Linked DNA regions of Hordeum vulgare: region 1 is linked to region 2. The links are chromatin contacts, called in public Hi-C maps. All regions are on one chromosome and are shown on one strand. The core of a region is the stretch at or near the end of the contact, and the rest is flanking DNA. Distances in the headings are between cores, read along the strand shown.

What was found. Hi-C and Micro-C count contacts between places; a contact is called where the count stands out from the background.
Region 1: a Hi-C map of leaf shows a contact between it and region 2, with 2.3 times the contacts expected there. The contact joins two enhancer-like sites. A contact is called at or near these places in 2 of 6 Hi-C or Micro-C datasets (leaf and seedling).

The regions. Positions count from the first base shown.
Region 1 is chr2H:362,942,994-362,950,573 of MorexV3_pseudomolecules_assembly, reverse strand. No RefSeq gene overlaps it. Among protein-coding and RNA genes, the nearest start is that of LOC123430080, 130 kb to the left of the region's middle. Within about 2 kb of position 3,448, at least 3 of the 3 cell types and tissues checked have open chromatin away from gene starts, as enhancers often do. A contact at or near this core is called in leaf, where this site is marked.
Region 2 is chr2H:361,978,533-361,985,117 of MorexV3_pseudomolecules_assembly, reverse strand. No RefSeq gene overlaps it. Among protein-coding and RNA genes, the nearest start is that of LOC123426300, 140 kb to the left of the region's middle. Within about 2 kb of position 3,512, at least 2 of the 3 cell types and tissues checked have open chromatin away from gene starts, as enhancers often do. A contact at or near this core is called in leaf, where this site is marked.

The DNA of each region.
Region 1 (7,580 bases), core at 2,199-4,698, 970 kb before region 2:
TGATGGTATGAGGTCACAAGGGATATACAAAGAGATATCCCATGGTGTATGCTCTTTGCAGATGATGTGGTGCTAATTGATGATAGTCGGACGGGGCTCAATGGGAAGTTGGAGTTATGGAGGCAAACCTTGAAATCAAAAGGTTTTAGACTTAGTTGGACTAAGACCGAGTACATGAGGTGTACTTTCAGTACTACTAAGCACGCGGAGGAGGGTGTGTTAGCCTTGATGGGCAGGTGCTACCTCAGAAGGACACTTTTCGTTATTTGGGGTCAATGTTGTAGAAGGATGGGGATCTCGATGAAGATGTGATCCGTTGACTTAATGTCTGATGGATGAAGTGGCACCAAGCTTCTCGCATTTTGTGTGATAAGAGGGTGCCACAAAAGCTAAAAGACAAGTTCCATAGGACGGTGGTTCGACCTGCAATGTTGTATGTCGCTGAGTGTTGGCCGACTAAAAGGCGACATGTGCAACAGCTAGGTGTGGCGGAGATGCGCATGTTGATATGGATGTGTGGCCAGACAAGGAAGGACCAAATCCGAATGATGATATACGGCATAGAGTTGGAGTAGTGCCAATTAAAGAGAAACTTGTCCAACATCATGTGAGACGGTTTGGGCATATTCAATGCATGCCTCGAGAAGCCCTAGTGCATAGCGGACGGCTAAAGCATGTTGATAATGTCAAGAGAGGTCGGGGTAGACCGAACTTGACATGGGAAGATTTCGTAAAGAGAAATCTAAAAGATTGAAGCATCACCAAAGAACTAGCCGTGAACACGGGTGCATGAAAGCTTGTCATCCATGTGCAAGAACCATGAATTGGTCACGAGATCTTATAGGTATCACCTCTAGTCTACCTTCAACTTGTTTCGGACTAAATGCCTTGTTATTGTTGTTGTTGTTGTTGTTATTGTTTTTGCTTTTAAAAAATGTTCCAAATTACCAAATAATACCGTTTTTAAACATTGTTCATAAATTCAAAAAATGTTATGTAATCTCAAAGAATATTCTGCAATTTAAAAAATTGTTCTTTAAATTCGAAAATGTTTTTGTTTAAAAAAATTGTTCTAATTTTCAAATAGTTGTCATTACTCAAAAACATTCATAACTTCAAAAAGTGTTTGGATTTTTAAAAAAATATTTTGAAGTTTCAAAAAATCTTCTAGTTTTTTTTTAAACAAATTGTCTTTCGAAAACTGTTTTAAAAATCTTCTAGTTTTTCAAAAAAAAGTTTTGTTTTTCAAAAACTGTTTTACAAATTGTTCATAGTTGTAAAAAATCTTCTATTTTTAAAAAACTGTTAATAGTTGTAAAAATTGTTTGCAAATTGGAGTTTTAAAAATGTGCCCTTTAACAAAAGTGTTCACATTTTTACAACTCCGGAAAAATGAAACGGTGAACAATTTTAGAGATTTTGAAAAACATTTTTATTGGAATTTATGAACAAAATTTGCAAAAATAGCATTCTCTTTAAAATGAACGAACTTTTTAATATGAAAATATTTCTTTAAAACAAAATTAAATTTAAGAAATAAAAAAAGGAAAGTAAAAAGAAAAAAAGAAAAGAAAAAACCTAAAAAATATAAAAATGAAGGAACTAAGCAGAAAAATAAAAAACATAAAAAATAAAGAAAAAGAAATAGCAAGAAACAATGAAGCGGGAAAGACCGGCCCATAAAAGCCTGCAAGTGCCCACCTCTTTGCGAAGCTGAAATTATTCGGCGACCAATGCGTCTAATAGGAGGTTCCCACAAGCGACACCCAGCTCGCACATGTTCTGTACAATTCCTATGCGGCGTTGCAGGCGTTGGTTTCTTTTCTTTTTTCTACCCGGCGCCTACATCAGCTACTCACCCTTCTTAGCTGGGCCGGCCCTTGTTCTTTTTTCACTTTTCTCTAAACTCTAAAGAAACTGCAAAAAATGCCGCGTCATCGAGGATTCGAACCCGCGGCGCAGGTCGGACGTGATTGACGCGCAGCCAATCCTACCTATTCACAAGTTGTAATAACATGCATGTTTTATTTATTTATTTCTTCAGTGTTTCTTTTCCTTTTATTTCTTTTTTCTGTGATTTTCTTCTTTCCTTTTCCAAATTCATAAATGTTTTCTTCAAATAGATGAACTTCTTTTTCAAATGCATGAACAATTTTTTTTGAAACTCGTGAATTTTTCAGAATCGATGAATTTATTTTCAAATTTGATGAGTTTTATTCAATTTTTTGAACTTTCCTTAAAATGGATGGATGTTTGTCAAAATTGATGAATTGATAAATTGTTACAAAATTGATGATTTTTTCCAATTTAGGTGAACTTTTTCCAAATTTGTTGTACATTTTTCAACGTTAATGAACTTTTTTCAAAATTTATTAAATATTTTCAGAATCGATGAACTTTTTTTCAAAATTGATGAAATTTTCCAAAACCGTTGAACTTTTTCAAAATTTATGAACTTTTTTCAAAATTGATGTACTTGTTTCAATTTGGATAAACTTTTTCCAAAATTACTAGAACATTTTCCAAATTTATTAAGTTTTTCAAAATCATTGAACTTTTTTTGCAAAATCGATGAAAGTTTTTCAAAACCGACGAACTTTTTCAAAATTTCTTAACTCTTTTCAAAATTGATGGAATATTTTCAAAATTGAAGAACTTTTTTAATTTGGATGAACTTATTCTAAATTCAGTGAACTTTTTAAATTTCGATGAAAAAATCATATTCGGTGAACTTTTTTTATTCAAATTGATGAACTATTTTCATTGTTTGATGTACTTTTGCTTTAAACAATGAACTTTTTTATGAATTCGTGAACTTTTTTTTTGAATAAATGTTCTTTTTTGATTTGGTGAACTATTTTTTGAATATGCAAACTTTTTTCTGCATGTTCATGATCTCCATTTGTAGTATGTGAACATGTTTTCAAATAATTGAAAAATCTAAATGCTATAGCATAATGGGCAATAAATAGCGCGTCTCCATTTCTATTCTTTAAGGGTCCGGGCTGTTTTGGATCATTACTGGTTAGTTGGTCAATTGGTTAGCAGCACTCGATAAGGTGTGCGAGGGCGTGAGATAGAATCCCGGTCAAGACCTATTTTCGACGGTCCTTTTCACGATGCATGATCTTGGGTAAATTCAAACAAAAAATTAAAAAGCAAAAATACGACAAATTAAAAAAATCATGAATTCATAAAATGATAATGAAGTTTAAAAATTGTTTGCAAATCGAAAACAATGTTCCCTAATTTCAAAATAAGATATACATTAAAGAAACTTACAGAAATTCTAAAAATGTTCAAGAATACATAAAATGATAATGAAGTTTAAAAATTGTTTGACGGTCCTTTTCACGATGCATGATCTTGGGTCGGCCCATCCAGCTGCTGGTGCGGGTGCCAGTTATCTTGCGCAGCGCGCAATAGGAGTCCCCCCGTTTTTGCATGGGACCTCCTAATTAGTGTGACGCCAAAACGGGCAGCCCGCGCTTCTCCGTGAGCGCTTCTGAGGCGGCCCATGACTGGGGTTCGCGTGCCCCTATTTTTTTCTGTTTTGATTTTCATTTCTGCAAATTTCACAAAAACAAAGCTTTACAAATTTAAAGAGTGCTCCCACATTTCCAAAATGTTCAAAGTTTCTAAAAATGCAAAATCAAGAAAATGTTCCTATAATGTTCACGAATTTGAGAAATATATTAAGTATTTTAAAAATTCTAGGAATTTCAAAAATGATAATAAATTCAAACAAAAAATTAAAAAGCAAAAATACGACAAATTAAAAAAATCATGAATTCATAAAATGATAATGAAGTTTAAAAATTGTTTGCAAATCGAAAACAATGTTCACTGATTTCAAAAGAAGATATACATTAAAGAAACTTACAAAAATTCTAAAAATGTTCAAGAATTTTGGAAATTGTTAGCTAGTTTACGAAAAGTTCAAGAATTTAGAAAAATGTTCAAGAATTCGAAAAGTGTTCGTATATTTGGAAAATCATGAATTTGAAAATTATTCTTAGTTTTCAAAAAAGTTTATGAATTGGAAATTTCTTCACAATTTTCCAAATTGTTCATGAATTTGAATGATGTTCCTGATTTTCAAAAAAATTAGGATTAAAAAAGCATATATTTGAAAAGGAAAAAACATAAAAGAGAAAATGGACAAAAAAGAATTAATATACTAACGGCCTCACCCATTACCTTCGAGGGGGGGGGGGGTTACGTTCGTTTGGTCGTTATCCCCCGACCCCGTGTGGGGAATAGGATCCCCATGACAGCTTTGTGTCGCCCATACTATTCCTAATAGGAATCGCCTACTCGCGACCATAGCGGGCACGCCTATTTTGTTCGCCTGGTCTTTCCTAGGTTCGCTTGAGCGCCTTTTCGTATTTTGTCTTGTTCATGTTATTTTCCTTTTTATTTGGTTTTTCATCTGTTTTTTCCTTTGGTTCTTCTTTTATTACTTTGTTTTTGTTTTGTTTTTTACATTGTTTTCTTGTTTTACCGAGGTCCAGGCCGTCGTTGCGATGTTACATCCTACTCCTACTATAATGTGTTCTTTCTTTTTCTTCCATCTCCTTGACAAGTGATGCGCTCTGCCCCTTATATATCGAGATAGAGAGTTCTTTTCAAAGATTGTCGTACTTGATCTCTAAACTCAAAGGAATGGACTATAGCGGGGGACACCCTTATGTCGCCATGTCGCCACGCGGTGGGTCGATGTGACTATCATCATCACTTTATCTAACAAGGCATGGTAGTCATGTATGTCATCGCCCTCCTATAGACACCTTGTTCCATCGTCATCCTTTTTCGTCCAATCAGACTCGTCCATAGAGGGAGGGGACGAGTATGCCCACCTGGTTGAGATCATACACGTGGTTGGCCACCTGCCCTAAAGACTTGTGAAAGGGAGATAACGAGTGGAGCGGATCCACAAGTCTGTTCACGAAGCCTCAGGTCAAGTTTTTTTAAGACAACGCCGCGAAGCTTTATTAATTCATCACAATGTTTTCACGGTGGGATGGGAGATTCCCGAGATGTCCTAACCAAACATGATGGCCACCACCAAGAGATAGAGCATGCTTCAATAAGTTGTGAGCCGCATAATTTGAGCTCCTAAACTCATGACTAAAGATACAAAAATTAAAGGCTGAAGGATGATCAGCTATCTCATGTAAGACCGCTTTATAGCTTGCCGAATTCTCCTTCGTTATATCTTGTACCACCACTTTCCAATCTGATGCCATTTCAATATGTCTGAGATATAGGTCATCTGCCAATGCGAGGGCTTCCCTAATGGCGAGGGCTTCAAGAGTCGGCGGGTCCACAATGTTTGAGAAACAAAGAGTCGATGCTCCCATGAACATGCCATCACGATCTCGGCAGATCACACCGCCTGAACCAAACCCATGTCTGGAAACAACAGCATCCACGTTCATCTTTGCATTGCCAGTGATCGGGGCCAACCATGTCGATGGTCTCTCACTAGATGGAGTTGTTGCCGTTGGAAGCTTGGCGTTGGTCAACTGCAACTCACCCAAATAGCTCGATATGAAGCTATTAACCGAGTATGGTGGTTGGAAAATATTATAATGAATTGCCTTCCGCCTGACACCCTAGAGTGCCCATAGTGTTACAACTAAGTCTTCGAAGAGGTCCTTCATTAGTATTCCATGCAGTGGAAATAGCCAATCCTTCGGATTCTCTTCCCCTCGGTCTACCATGTGTTGCACTAACTCCTCAAGCGCCAGGGCCCATACACTCGCCGCCATCGGGCAGGTGATCAACGCATGTTTCCATGTGTCCATCGCCCCACATAACAGGCAAGTATCCTCTGTCGCCATATGCCGGTGCTTCAGGATTGAACACGTCGTCATTGATAGTTGGACAAGACGCCACAAGAACACCTTGAGTTTGGAGGGTACCTGCAGATGCCATATCATGGACCATTTGCTGGTTTCATCGAGCTCATATGATGTTCCGCCCTCCTCATGCAACCAGGCCTCCCGGCTGTGCTTACTCTTGAGTATCATTCGGTACGCCGACCGCACACTAAACAATCCTCGAAGCTCCTCATGCCAAGCCCAAAAGTCTTCAACACGACGAGTGCAGAGCGGGATCCAGAGAATTTCCTCTACATCAAAATGAGTAAACACAGTCCGAACCACGTCCCCCTTCCAGCTTGCGGATGTAACATCTATCAGTCGCGCCACTCTCCCTGGAGAGTTTGGAACAAGAGTTGTGATAGGGCGCTTTAAGTTGTCCCTTTGTATGTAGTTGTGTTGCCAAATGTCCGTGGTCTCTCTTTCACCAATTCGGCAAATAATTCCTTGTGACAAGATATCTCTCCATCCAGAATTGCACGCCATATCTAGGATGGGTGCGCCCCCAGCTCAACCTGAAGCAAAGAGCACTCCGGAATATAGACAGCCTTGAGGATTCGAGCACTCACAGATGAGCAATCCGTCAAGGTCCACCGGGCCTGCCTTGCTAGAAGTGCGAGGTTGAAAATCTCCATGTCTAAAAATCCGAGACCCCCAAATGGTGGGCATGGCCATGGTATCCCACGCCACCCAGCTGGGCTTCCTCCTCCCTTGCTTAGAACCCCACCAAAATTGTGTGATGATGGATGTGATACTGTCACATAACCCTCGCGGCAATCTGGAGGAGGCCATTGAGTAAACTGAATGGCTTGTGTGGTAGATTTTATCAAAACTTCTTTACTGGCAGATGAAAGTAACTTGGCATCCATCCTTTAATGTTCTCCCACACACAATCCCGAAGATATTTGAATGCACCATTCTTCGAGTAGCCCACATCAGTTGGCATGCCAATGTAGCGCTCAGTCAATGATTCATTGTGGACCTGCAAGTTGTTTTTGATTGTTGCTCTCAACTCTGCAGGGCATCCCTTTTCTGTAGAAAATTGAAGATTTCTCATTGTTGATCCTCTGTCTGGAAGCATTAAAATATGTATCAATCAAGTAGGTTTGGCACCAAAGCTGATCCCTCCCCACTAGCTTGAATAGCAACAGGATATCATCTGCAAACATGAGATGGTTAATAGTGGGAGCTGTAGGAGCCACCTGTATAACTGTCAAAGACAATTGAGTACTTGATTTAAGGAGGCATGAAAGGCCCTGTGCTACAATCAAGAATAAATAGGGGGAGATTAGGTCTCCCTGCCGGATACCTCGTGTATGCTTAAAAGATTCTATCTTTTCACAATTTAAACAAACAGAAAAAGAAACCAAGGAGACCATGCCCATGACGACGTCTATCCAATGGTGGTCAAAACCCAGTTTGGTCATGATACCCTTGAGATAAGCCCACTCCAATCTATCATATGCCTTCATCATGTCCAGCTTCAGAGCATAATAACTGTTTCATTTAGCTCTCAACCGCTTCACAAAGTGCAGACATTTGTAAGAACTTATAGTATTGTTTGTGATTAGCCTTCCAGGGATAAAGGCAGACAACTCCTCAGAAATAATGTCAAGAAGTATTGCTTTTCATTTGTTTGCAATTACCTTAGAGGCTATTTTATTCAGAACATTGCATAAACTTATGGGCCGGAAT
Region 2 (6,585 bases), core at 2,263-4,762:
CCATGCATAAATATCCAGTCAAATATATTTGATCATGATTCATTATTGTTAACAATTATCTTTATGATAAGTACGTTGGGAGGCGAAACATTAAGCCCCTATCTTTCTATGTATTCGATGGATGTTGTTTGTTCTAAAAATATGCTTTCAGTATTAGAAATCATAGATGATTATATGATAATTGAGTATGTGGAGCTCTTACTTTCACTTTGCTGAAAAATAAGATGCATTCAAATTGTTTGATGATTAATAACATAGGTTGCTAAATTTCAAAGAGAATGCATTGTTTGAACCATGACATGTGAATTGATTGCTACTCTATCATGATGAGTTCTATGAGAAAAAGTTCCTGGTTATGATGCTAGAAAAATGACTGAAATTATCATTGGTCAAAATTATACACTATGCTAGCCTTCATAGTTCACAAATTACTTCTTTTATCATTTATCTACTCGGGAACGAGTAGGAATTAAGCTTGGGGATGCTGATACATCTCCAATGTATCAATAATTTATGAAGTATTCATGTCATATTTACCTATGTTTACAATACTTTTGTATGGTTTTGACGCACTTTATATTATTTAATTAGAACTAACCCAGACTAGCATTGTTTTCTCCAGAATTACCGCAGTGTTGTTTTTTATACAAAAAATAGAAGTTCCCGGAATCGCCCAAAACTTTATTGTTGATTTTTTCTGGACAATATGAGAAATACCGGAGCAAAGAACCACCGGAGGGGGCCACAAGCCAACGATGTGAGCCCACCCCACTAGGCATGCCTTATAGCTTGTGGGCCCCTCGTGGCTCCGTGTAGCGTGATCCCAACACCGAAAAATCCTATATATAGAGAAACCCTCAGAAATAAACCTAGAACTTTCGCTGCACCGTCGCAACTCTCTATATCGAAGAAAACTCATCTGAAGCCCTGTTCCCGCACCCTGTTGGAGGGGCAATCATCAATCGAGGCCATCTTCATCATCCCAACGGTCTCCATGACGAGGAGGGAGTAGTTCACCCTCAGGGCTGAGGGTATGTACCAGTAGCTATGTGAGCTCTCTCTCTCTCTCTCTCTCTCTCTCTCTCTCTCTCTCTCTCCCCTCCCCTCCCTCCCTCTCTCTCTCTCATGTTCTTGAGATGTCACGATCTTTATGTATCATGAGCTTTGTTAATATAGTTGGATCATATGGTGTTCTTCCATTGCTATATTGATCTAATGAATTGAATCTTTCCCTTTGAGATTTTGTTATGCCGGATTGAATGCTGGATTTGAGATCACTTGATGTATGTCTTGCATGTGGATACCCATGGTGACAATGGGATGTTCTATTGATTCACTTGATATATGCTTTGGTACTCAACTCGCGGATTCCCGAGGTGACAATGGGCTAATCTATGCATAGGGGTTGATACACGTTCTTGTCCTACTTTCTCCGATAGAAACCTTGAGATACACTTTGAAGTTCTTTGTGTTGGATTGAATATGATGAAACTGAAATTGTTTGATGCATGTCGAATAATTAACCTAGGGATATTGGTGCTGATATTGGAGTATCTAGGTGACATTAGGGTTGATTGATATGTATCATAGGTGTTATTCTAGTACGAACTCTCGGGTTGTTTGTGACACTTATAGAAATAGCTCAATGGATTGATCGAAAAGGATAACTTTGAGGTGGTTCGCTGCCTACAACAATTTCTTCTTATGTTCTCTGCTAATAGGAACTTTGGAGTAATTCTTTATCGCAGGTTAAGGGTTAAACATATGATTGTATTACATTAGCATTGTTGAGAGATCACACTATTGAAAGTATGAACCATAGGCCTTATTTTCAAGCATTGCTATATTGTTTTGTTCGCTGTTTACTACTTGTTACCTTACTATTTCTATATTTTCAGATTACAAAAACCTATATGTGCCGCCTCTTCGTCGAACTAGTGCACATATATAATTTATCATTATATTGGGTGTGTTGGAGACACAAGAGATTTCTTGTATTTTATTACAGGGTTGTTCGAGAGAGACCATCGACATCCTACACCCATTCGGAACACCACAAACGAACCACATGCCGCGAGAGCACAACATGAAGGCTTGCACCAACACGGACAAGTCGATCTTCCATACATGCTGTCTAACACACGTCGTCCACCACCTTAGACCAAATCGACTCCACTGACCCGTTTGATGAGCCCAACATTTCGAGCCGAGAGCCTTCCCTACACCGCCCTCACGGGGCATGGCCATCACCACCAGTGTTCTGCCACCTCCATCCCCTCTGCCTAGCCTGTCAGACACATCAGCAACAATCGAGTTGCCGATCTGACCCATGGCAGGCGCGCCAGAGCAGGCACAGCGGGGACCCGCCATATCCGCACGCATCTGCCCCTCACCCAGATCTGAACCACCGTCGGTGGCACAAGCACGCAACAACTGCGCCGCAAGCCGCCATCCACCTGGTCGTCGCGCTGTTATCCAGGAGCATGCCGCCACCTCCGCATTGTTGAGCCCCGGGCGCGCGAGACGCCTCCACCCCGCCAAACTGCCCCATGCCGACCACCCTCGAGCATATGAGAGCGGGGCCCTACCGTCAGCCACCGCGAGGGGCTTTGCCCCGATGGTTGTGGTCGTCGGTGGATGTCACTATGTGTAGCTTGTAATATTCTAATAAAGAGATGGTTCACTTAATGACGACATATATTTTGATTTTAAAATTAATTTTGATTTTAATTACATATCTTTATTTTTTTTGTTGTATTGTGTTTCTAGGTAGTTCAAAACATGGAAAAACTTTGTTTTTGCCACTACTTTTCGCCCTTTTTTGTGTGCCACTCTAGAATTCAACATCTCACTTCTGGCACTCTTAACTTTTGACAATACATCACAAATGTCATTTCATGGTAAAAAGCAATAGTTTTTTATTTCACTTTTGTCACTCTTATTTTTTATAATGTATCACAATACCATTAGTAAAATATTAAATTCTAGAGTGGCATAAGTAAAGTGGACAAAAACTGGAGTGAAAAACACAAAAGTTTCCCTTGAAAAATAGGGGGAAGGCACGTGTCCTCACACTAATGTTATTTCAACGATAGAAGAGACTTGGTTTTGCAAACAATGCATATTTCGTCGCAAGATAATTTTGGACGCGGGTTTGTGTGAACACTCGCGGCTATTCAGGTGTCGATCAGAGTGCTGTTGGAGTAGACAGTAGAAGTCCAAATAAACAAGCTGCCGGGACTAGCTAATGGTAGGAGGATATCGTAGACATGTGGTGGTTCCGTAGAAGCTAGGCAATTGCATCGTATAGGTGTACTTAGGCCTTAAACTTTGGGTGAGCGGTCGATAACTTAAGTTGCAAGTTGCGACGCCTAGAGCCGAGAGTTTTTGTCCCCCCGTTTCAAAAGCCACATGCATCATTTTCACATTTATAGCACTGGCGATTGGAAGGATCAACTGTGGATCAATTGGAGTACATTATAGGTTTAAACATATCCAAGCACCCTCTTAATAGCAGCAGCTGCTAAACTGTTACGATCATTTTTGCTCATACAGTACAGTTGGGCTGTGCCTGTAGGTACAGGTGGTGTTTCTTTCCAAGGAACTAGATTTTTTTTTAGTCCGAGGGACTAAAGAAAAAAGTCCCTTCAAGAGAGTTTTTTTTAGTACCTTAAGGAAAAGTCCCTCCTGTTTCTTTACCTAGGGACTAAAAGGGACTTTTTAGTCTAGTCCCTGAGTAAAGAAACACCATCATAACTAATAAGCGTGCGTGATGTATTGCGACCATGATGTCCCAACGCCAGATTTGCTCATACTCCTACATGAATAGACAGGTTGCCATAGCCGGTGGTGGCAACAGATGGTTAGGCATGTAGTACATTCATCGATGATGCTGATCCATCTGTCCCTGTCTCCATCTTCTTACTGAACGACACTATATGTACGCACTCCTGTCCAAATTTATTAGCACATCTTCGATTAATTAGCAGTATCTGACGAGTTCATGCGTGCATGACTTCCGGATCCGGACATCCGCCATCTGTGGTTGGAGAGGAAGCAGCAAAATTGCAGACATGCAAATGATACTGAAATTATTGCATGTACTAATTCGTTTTGGCTGCACAAATGACATGAACACAGAGAACTGCAATTACTTAGGTAGCTAGCCGCTGTCACTAGCAGTGTGGTTGCGTTAACCAACGGTACTTGATTGCAGTGTGGCTGTGTTAACCAACTACAGTACAGTATACGGAACCGTATATAAGATTGGGCAGGTGGAGACGGGTAGAGAGCATGGGATGGGCGTATCCGGCCAAAGAAAAGACAGCGAAATAACAAGTCGCAAATGCCCAAGGGATGATTGAGCCGGCCGTATCCAAATCTGGGGCACGAAACGACCACGACGACGGCGACAGGGACGGAGGCAGATAATCTCTACATCGCCGGACACAATGCTAGCTATGGCACCGTCATTTTTAAAGGAGGCATGAATGTTTTGTCTTGCCAACTGATTTTCCTTTTTCTTTTTCCGGGCGAAGTCTGGCGGGCACGTCTATGTCTCGCTTACGCGAGACCGATGGCAGCAGCGACTCAAGCAATGCCGTATATGCGCTGGCCAGCGCAGGAGCAGGCGAGCAGCGCTCACTCATTCACCTGATGTCACGCTGACGACATGCTGATGTCATGGTATAATATTTTCTATTTCTCCTTTTTACATTTGCATTTAAATGAATATCCCTTAAAATATTATATTTAATTAAAAAACAAAACTTCAGTATGAAAATTGTTAACACAATATATATTTTTAGCACAATTAGGTAGATGTTGATATCTTACAGAAAAAATGTCCAGACATTTCAAATATAATGTATGCCAACTTTCTGAAAAACGAGTATAGAACATAAAAAAAGTTTGTGTGGTATAATGTTTTGTACCGGTACAAATATGCAGGTCACAGTTTAAAGAAAAATCATAGCTTTCAAAATATATTAATCATTTTACTGACAAATTCAATAATGTATTTAAAAATGTTAATCCTGTATTTTAAAAATGTATTTAGAAAATAAATCAAAAAAAAGTATACATATATAAAAAGTAATTTCTATATACGCAAAATGTATACGGTGTAAGTAAAAAGAGTTAAACTCAAACATATACTTGAAAGAACACATGTATATGAAAAATGCTAAATGTGTATAAACAAATGTTCGTATCATATATAAAAAATGTTCAACGTGTATAAAACCAATGTCCCACGTGTATTAAAAATATATACTGTGTATTGAGAGATAAAGCAATATATTGAAAATAATAATAGGAAACCTTAGAAATAAGCCAAAAACACCCAAAACCAAAGAAAACTGATGAAGAAATGGCACAAAATATATTAAACCGGTGAAGAAACAAACAAAAATAAGAAAAACAAAAAAATAAAAAATATGAAGCAACTTAGAAAACCTGAAAAAATAAAGAAAAACGTATAAAACAGAGGAAAAAAGGAAAACAAAGAAAGCCGAATAAAAAATGTTCAATAATATCAAACATATGGACATGTTTTTTATCTCACAAATTTATGGAATATACAAAACTTTAGTGTAATTAAAAAAGTGTAAACCATTTACAAGAAAATGTTTCACATGTCTAATAAAAAAATGCACAATGTGCACGAAAAACAGTAGACAAAAAGACATAAATTTCATAAAAGGTTAATCATGTATGTCTAGAAACTTGTATTTTCTATGTATACAAATAATTAGACATTCGTATGAAAAAAAATAGACATCAAAACATATATTTGAAAAATGTTTTTGATTTATAAGAAAACATGCAATGTGTACTAAAAAACTTGAAAACAAAACATATATTCAAAAATAATCAAAATGTATTATATAAAAAAATTGGTGTATAAGAAACACGTACAGTGTGTAACACAAGGATTAGCTAGAGAAACATTTATTTTGTAAAAATGAAAAGGGAAAATTCTAGAGAAAACTTGGCAGCCTTATGTATCGTGTTAACCGAGATGGTGGGAACCCTCGCCGAAGGGTGGTATTTCATTTAGTTTTTCGCTTTTTGCTTTCTTTTTTTTATTTTGCATATACTTCCAAATATTCTGAAGGAATATATTATAAAGTCACTGTACAAATATTTAGAAATGGTGGCCAAATATTTGAAAAATGTTAAATATGTATGTGTGTGTGTCTATATATATATGGAAAATGTATAAAAAATAAAATGTGTATAAAACAATTTGATCATGTATTTAAAAAAAAGGATTGTCAAACAACTGAAAAATGTTGAAAGAGGTCTTTGAAAAATGATAATTAATCATTTGAGTGATGTTAAATGTGTAATGAAAAAATGTTGACCATGTGTTAAAAAATGATCAATTGTTTTTTATCATGTATATAAAAATGTTAGTCAAGATTTAAAAAAAATGTTGAACAGGTATTTGAATTTCTAAATCAAGCATTTGAATATTTTTAAATGTGTTTAGAACAAATGTTTACCATGTATTAAAAAACGATGAAAATTTTGATCATGTGTTTAAAAATGTCAATCAAGTATTAAAAAAATATTGAACAA